2 separate regions of the Ctenopharyngodon idella genome follow, and region 2 is linked to region 1. Evidence: chromatin contacts called from public Hi-C data. All regions are on one chromosome and are shown on one strand. Each heading gives the region's core, a stretch centred on a gene start, on an enhancer-like site or on the middle of the called end of the contact. The rest is flanking DNA. Distances are from core to core; before and after follow the strand shown. Region 1 holds the start of ccne2 (cyclin E2). Region 2 holds the start of gbp (glycogen synthase kinase binding protein).

The links. Hi-C and Micro-C count contacts between places; a contact is called where the count stands out from the background.
Region 2: a contact with region 1 is called in a Hi-C map of muscle, with 3 times the contacts expected there. The contact joins the promoter of gbp here to the promoter of ccne2 in region 1. A contact is called at or near these places in 2 of 2 Hi-C or Micro-C datasets (both in muscle).

Annotation. Positions count from the first base shown.
Region 1 is chr16:20,047,186-20,050,922 of HZGC01, forward strand. ccne2 (cyclin E2) reads left to right here and starts at 1,772. Exons shown (of 11, transcript XM_051865591.1): 1 at 1,772-1,790; 2 at 2,703-2,743; 3 at 2,826-2,901; 4 at 3,009-3,059. The coding sequence starts at 2,730.
Region 2 is chr16:20,247,731-20,251,467 of HZGC01, forward strand. gbp (glycogen synthase kinase binding protein) reads left to right here and starts at 2,029. Exons shown (of 1, transcript XM_051865723.1): 1 at 2,029-3,467. The coding sequence starts at 2,190. The coding sequence ends at 2,636. All of the region lies in intron 2 of LOC127497320 (a long non-coding RNA gene), which reads right to left.

The sequences.
Region 1 (3,737 bases), core at 522-3,021:
AGGAGCATTTCAAGAATCCATACCAAGCTGTAACTCAACCCAACTAATCTCTCAAGAATCCCATGCCATGATTAGTGCAAGCTTATTATTCATTGTACCAGTGTGGGTATTAACCTTAATAATGCAGATTTCCAACTGTACCCGTTTAATCGTGCTCTCCTTGTTCTTCTCCTGGATGGTTACATGCTGATAGTAGACGGGTTCAAAAATGCCCAATAAATATATATTTAAAATGGAAGTGTAATGAGCTTCTTCTAGTGACAAGTGACTTGTAGCTGGTACAGAAATCTGTATTCACAATGTTGAAGCTAATATGGTGGCGTTTGATCTGAAAAGATTAACTAAAATCTACCATATTTGCTTTTTTATGTCTTGTGGATTATTTGTGGCTGCTTTAGTATTAATGATGCCAACATTTGTCAAATTAACGATGTATTTCAGTTAATAATTGGGTGGCACATTGTTTTTATATGGCCAGGGAAACAATTAATGCCCTCACAAAATTAAAATGCCTATTAAAATACATTCTTTATTAGAAAGTTCATTTGTGACAGTGCTAGTAGATTAGGTTAGTGCTTTTTTTGTACTGGCTGAATTGAAAATCCCTTACAAAGAGGTCCCTCAGACATTCAGAATTTAGTTTTGTATAAATGTTCATGAAACATAGAATATTGGGGATCTTTGCATTTGGGAGACATTCATTTAGTACACGAAGTTGTTTATTTATATATTGTACGTACTACGTAGCTACACTTTTCTTCACCCCGGATGTGACGTATTTTAACATACACAAAGGGTTGAGCGGGATTACTGTTCGCGCCGATTTCGCATCCAAAAATGTATTCTTGGGATTTTGTTCTTTCAAAAGGTTAAATGAATGAAGTATTTCTTGTTCATGTGTTTATGTACGAAAGCTGTCGCGTTGATTTTGTATGAACAGAACTGTCTTATGTGTTTTATTTTGTGTTTCTCTCGCCGGAAACGCGGCAGTATGTATATTAGTGTGTTCATGTATTTTTATGCTCAGATCAAAATAAAGTAACCAGAGGGTAAAAGGCATAAAAAAAAAAACGCATCGTCACGAAAATGGTACATGATAGTGACAAAATCAACATTTCTGTGCAAACAACAGAAAAAATATATATTTTGGTTGATTAATTTAGATATGATTGTGAAATGCAAGTAATATTATGATAGGATTGATGGTAAGAAACATTTTCACTGGGCTTTTAATTGCCTGTCAGATGTGCTGATCTCTCTTCTCATGGGTTTGTTTACAAGAGCACGTTGTTTCTCGTGGAATAACGATGATTGGTCAGACCGATTCAAATCCACGCCCACGAGAAGCTGTCAAACTAGGAAGCGTCTCCTTCGAGTCAAAAAACTCTTAATAATTTCACATAAATGCAATATTTAACACACAGACCTACTCGCATATGATGTATTAGGACCTCGAGCCCCGGATTCGTTTAACCGGGAAAGCAGGAAAGCGCGTTTTTTACATATTTAAACCAAGGGTCGGCGCGGCCAAAAACAAGTCTACAAACCACAAACATTCTCGTAGGTTTCCTCAAAAAGACCAACATAATAATTTCTGAATCCATGGACATTTTTTAACAACACACATCAGGCTATCCGATCATTTTTAGCTTGAAAACACAATGCTATATATAGTTTTTTGGGTTGTTTTTAAAGTCTAAAAAGAGCGCCACGCATGCGCAGTAGCCGCGAACCGCTGGACTATATATTGCTTGGCGCCATTCATTCATTCACTCGCACTGAACACTGCGGTAAGGACACTTACTTTAGTCTTCTTTCTCTTATAATATTTCTTACTTTAATCTTACCTCTTCAAAATCGTGTTACAAAATGTTTTAGCAGGAACCGTGCTGTTGTTTTATGTTACTGTTGCTTTAAAACGGAGGTTTGAGCCTTTTAACCAGTCATCTACGACTAAAGATGAAGATTCCTGCGGGACCCTTAAAAGCAGATGTATTTAGCTTTATTATTTAGGAAAAAGGGGCAATTCATATTTTCAGAACCATCTTATAGCCAAATGTTTAATGTAATGTCGAGCTCAGAGGGGGGATGTTGTTGAAAGTTAGCCAGCTCTGCTAGGCGCCAGATTAGATAGTATGTACGTGGACGTGTATTTGTAAACTCCTTTCATAAACTAGGAAAATAACTTATATTGTGAGAAGTCTTATGGATTTTCTACACACCAAGGAGTTCCCTGAACAGTATTCTCGGTGAAACTGGTGTTTAATGCGCTTTTAACAGATCTCAGATGGGTTTTTGTGGGGGCAGCTGTAGTCTCCCGCTTCATGTAAATTGGCGCGGACTGTCCTTTCATAAACCTACAGAACTGGATCATGTATTTCTGGTTTGTGTAAAAACATCGAATGATAATAATACAGCTTGAGCAGACTTTGCATTTACTCCTAATGCCTTTAGATTTTAACGGTTTGACTTTTAATTCGTATAGAAATGTGATAGATATTTCTGGTCCTGTATGTACTAAGCTCCAGTCTGGAGCTTAAGTGTTTATTGTTAAGCCATTTTGTTGAAAGTATTTCTCTTAAACGCTTTATTAAAGATATTTTAGTAGTGTTTTATACACGATATGCAGTTAAGTCATTATTTAAGTTTAAAGTGCTGGTTAATTACATTGTGACTTAACGTTGTATGTTTCTGGTTCACAGGAGAAAAGCACACCGTTTGTTTAGAAAATGTCAAGACGCAGGTGAGAACTTTGTCAAATGTTTGATTTACGCTAACCCTAAATAAACGACAATACTTATTTCTTTACTTTCGTATTTCAATAGTACTCGCAACACATTACAAGAAAGAAATGAAAACGCACCAGAACAAAACAAACCTCAGAGGAAAAGAAAAGGCGAGGTGAGATATTGCTATTTATTTGACATATTATGTTACTGAAACGGTTGTGTAATATATTATTTTCAATGTACGCAAATATTTAAATATCAAAACCTTATTTTCAGCAGTGCAATAGAAGAATCCCGTCAGCAGCTAAGAAACAAAACTATGAAATTCAGGTAAGCTGATTTGTATTATCATTAGTAATATATTTGTACATGATTTGTATTATTTACCCAGAGATAAAAGAGCTAGACTAATTGTATTTAGTTTAAGGAATGCTTGTAAAGCAATAAATGTTAGTTCACTAGCAATCTGTTTATTATGCAGTAGTTCAGTCATGCGCAGTAATGGTGTCACTGGGTTAATCAGCGCGCCGTGACGTCACGTCACGTCCAGAGCCTCCCGCGTTTATTTCCTTTATTCCCCAGACCGCGAAAAAAAATCTATTTAATTAACTAATTGGGGGAAAAAATGTTTAGTATAGTGTTTGATAACATTATTATTAACTTTGCTTTAAAGCTGCTATATTAATAAAAGTTCAGAAACATAAAATGCTGTTATTTGATACTTGAAAGGATATTCCTGTGCAGCAATTTGGAATATAAACTATATACAGTGCACACTATAAGTGTTTTTATGAAAAAAATTAAAATGTAATACAAACACTATACTCCATTCTTATTCATGCCTTATGTAATTGTATTTGGTTAAAGGGATAGTTCACCCAAAAATGAAAATTATCCCATGATTTATTCTCCCTCAAGCCATCTTAGGTGTATATGACTATCTTCTTTCAGACGAACACAATCGGAGATTTATTTAAAAATGTCCCTAGTCCTCCAAGGTTTATAATG
Region 2 (3,737 bases), core at 779-3,278, 200 kb after region 1:
CTTAATCTTGTTAAAATAGTTTCCTCTTTGGTGCTTCTTTTAGTTATCCTCACTACTCCTACTTCTTGTTGTATTTCATAAAGCTGACGTCCTGTATTTCCTGTATCCCATTTTTGTTGCCACTCCTTAGTGGTATATGCTTTAATTACTGCTTTTGCTTCATATTTACTAAGTGAAATATTCATGATGTCCTCATTTTCCAAAGCCTGTTTTGCTAATATAGTAAAGTTTTAATTGCCCTTTATCCCCCTATGAGCTGGTATCCACATAAATATTATCATGATGTTCATATTCTTGAATCTATACAGATTTTCATACATCTCATTTACTATATCCTGTCTACTGTGAGATGTGAATGATTGCAATGACTGTAATGCCGAACATGAGTCTGTACAAAGTATAACCTTTTTGATTTGAGTCTCTTCTATCCACTGCAATGCTGTTGCTATTGCCATCATCTCTACAGTGTATACTGATAAATGATCTGATGTTCTCCTATTAATAAAAATGTTTAAGGAAAAAGCAAAACCTGTTCTCCCTGTAATAGGATCTTTAGATCCAACCGCATTGACTTGATCCAAAATGGTCCCCCTGGTTACTCCGAATGACATCAATGAAATTCTTTTTTTTCCATTTGAAATTCTTTCTCATAACAAAGCAACAACGTCTACACATAATTTTAATACCATTTTGCAATATGTTGATATATGTTGTTATCAAATCTGCCAGAATAAAAAATATATACATTTATTACATTTTAAGATATTTTAATCACAAATGAATTGACTGTATTGGCCTTTGGACGGTTAAACCAATAACCTTTTGACACTTCAAAATCTGTAAAATACCTTTATATGTAGCAAAATATAATTAAAACCTTTTGGATTCAATAAAAGTTATCTAGTTGTACTACCTTACATACTTTGGGTGTCATATCTTTGTTTTTTATTATTATTAAGGCCTTTGGACAAAAAAATGACCCGTCACGTCATTGACCAATTATATATATATATATATATATATATATATATACAGTCAAACCAAAAATTATTCAGACACTAGATATCATTTTTTGTATTTTTTTACTAGTGGGTGCAGGACAGTATAGTTCATTTATGTAAATGAGGATAGCAAAATGAAGTAAACTGTGACATACCCAAAAATTCTTCATACAGGGGACTACCAGCAAAATTGATAAAAATTTGGAGCCAAAAATTATTCAGACAATTTGACCTGGCCATGTTTTGCTTAAGTGTTATCTGACATAATTAAGATTCATTTTTCTGACACAGTTTAACTCTGAGATCTTGTCATATTTTATTATTTTTTAAACAATAGTGAATAAACTGTAATAATGAATGAAATGTTCAAGGTGTCTGAATAAATTTTGGTTTTATATATATATATATATATATATATATATATATATATATATATTCAAGTGTAAAGACCTAATTCCTAATTGATACTATGAAAATGAACATTATAAATATGTGAAAATAAAACTGAAAATTTAGTTCCCCAGACCTAAGTATGAAAAACCCTGGTCTAATGTGTCCGATGCAACTGTATTTTAATGTTGCCTTGATTACTAACCGCCTGGCACGTGCCACACGAGATGAACAGGTCCTCAGTTCCAAATATGGAAATTAAGTTATCAAGACCAATACTGGCATTGTTGCTAAAATTTATAACCTTCTTAGAAATCAAGTGCATCTAGTACAGTGTCACATTCAGTTACAACAGCATGTGAGTGCATAGAGTTCACACATGTGGCTGTCTAGTGTATCGTTTTGTACACTCGGGGACTGTTATGTAATGTTATGATTGATGATACAGAGATCTGCGGAGATGTGTGGCGGTGCCAAAATAAATATAATCACCAAGAATAATAAACCGAGCAGACAATATAATTTCTGTTGTAGCTGAAACGAAACGTATAAAATATCTCTCCAACTTTTTAACTACAATATAATACGTCTACATTTTTAAACGACTGAGCATGCGCCCCTATGCTTTCGAAATGGTACGTGCCGGATTCTGCGTCATCCATTGTTTACAAATCAACCCTTGAGCTGTTTCTGTTGGGCAGCGTGTGAGCGTGGAGGACGCCGGGTAAACGATCTCATCTATTTGAATAAAAACAATTATCACGGCTGGATATTATTGTACACAGAGATATATTCAAAATGCCTTGTCGAAAGGAGAATTATATCTTTTTGGAACAGTCGGTAACGGTGGATTCTAAGGAAGTAGACGCTCTCGTGTCGAAAATCGGCGAGGCGCTGCAGCTTCACAACAATAGCTCGAGCCAGAAGGCGATGTCACGTCTACACGGTCTCACCAGCAGCAAACCGAACGGCAGCAGCAGCGCGGCGGGCGGTCAGCGGTGCATCCGTCTCCGCAGCCGGAGTTTACGTACCAGCCGGGCCAGTCCGTATAACCCGCCCGGATCCAGCGATCAGGAATGGGACCATTTCAAATCCTCGTGGAACCGAAAGAAAATCGACGAAGACGATCCACACCAGCTCCTCCAGGAACTCATATTGTCGGGGAATCTGATCAAAGAAGCGGTCAGACGACTCCAGTTTTCATCGGAACCACCGGAGAACGACATCTCCAAACCTGTAGACTGAGTTCTCTAGCCCGCAGATGCATGAACGACTTGACGTTTTCAAATTTTGGGGCCCCCAGCTCGTTGTCATACGTTGGTTTTACAAACTTTGATATCACACCCTTATAATTTTTCTATTGTATATTGATGAGATGGAAATGTTATGTATTTTGGACTGTTTTGCAACGTGACCCTTCTTATTGAGTAATTTTTAAGTTGTTTATCTCAGTGTTTGGATTGAAATGCAAATGTGATGCAAAAATCTAGTGGTTTATAGCAATGCATTTTATAATAAGTATTAACCGGCCTCTGGTTGGTTTGTCCTAGAATGGTGCATCTTGTTTTGGTTTGCTGGAGTTCAGCACTGTGTGTCAGTAGCAACCAAGAACTGCCTAACTGCTTTGTTTACAGTGTAGATGTGGTCTGGCTGCTGATTTGCAGTCCTCGCCTAGATCAGGCAACGGGTCACACTTTTTGTTTACTCATCAAACTATATTTGGATACCGAGATATCACTATTTTGATTTCAAACTGGCCCTGTGTGCACTTCATGAGGGCCCATGTCCTCTGTCCCTTTCCATGTGAGGAGCAAGGCCAACACTCCTTCTCAAAGAGACACTGAGATCAAACTCACATGCGTGTGGGGAAGTGTTATACATGGAGGATGTGATCACAACACAGACACTGTGGTGCTTTTTGATTCCAATGTGGAGTTCTCATGTTTTTTTCCTTTATTTTTTTTGTTCTCACTCTGTGTAAACTAAGCATATGCTTCGCAACGAAGTGTTTTTATTAACTCTGATTGTTCAGAGAATTTGGTGTCTAATAAACATGGTGTTTTTTGCATAAGATAATTTGACATGTCTTGTAATCATTTCTGGTTTGTCTGCACTTTTTGTTGCTTGTTTATAATACAGTAAAAAAAAAATTGTGATATCACATATCAGGCAAAAATTCTTAATAGGCTACTTTGATATTTGCCATGGTACTAAATGATCACCATCATAATATATTGAAACAAGGTAGGCTACTTAAAAGAACTCATTATCAAAGTACATGTCCAAAATCTACTATGGTACTTTTTGACTTAGTGACTTGGTGCATTTTCTCATGTGGTATTAGAC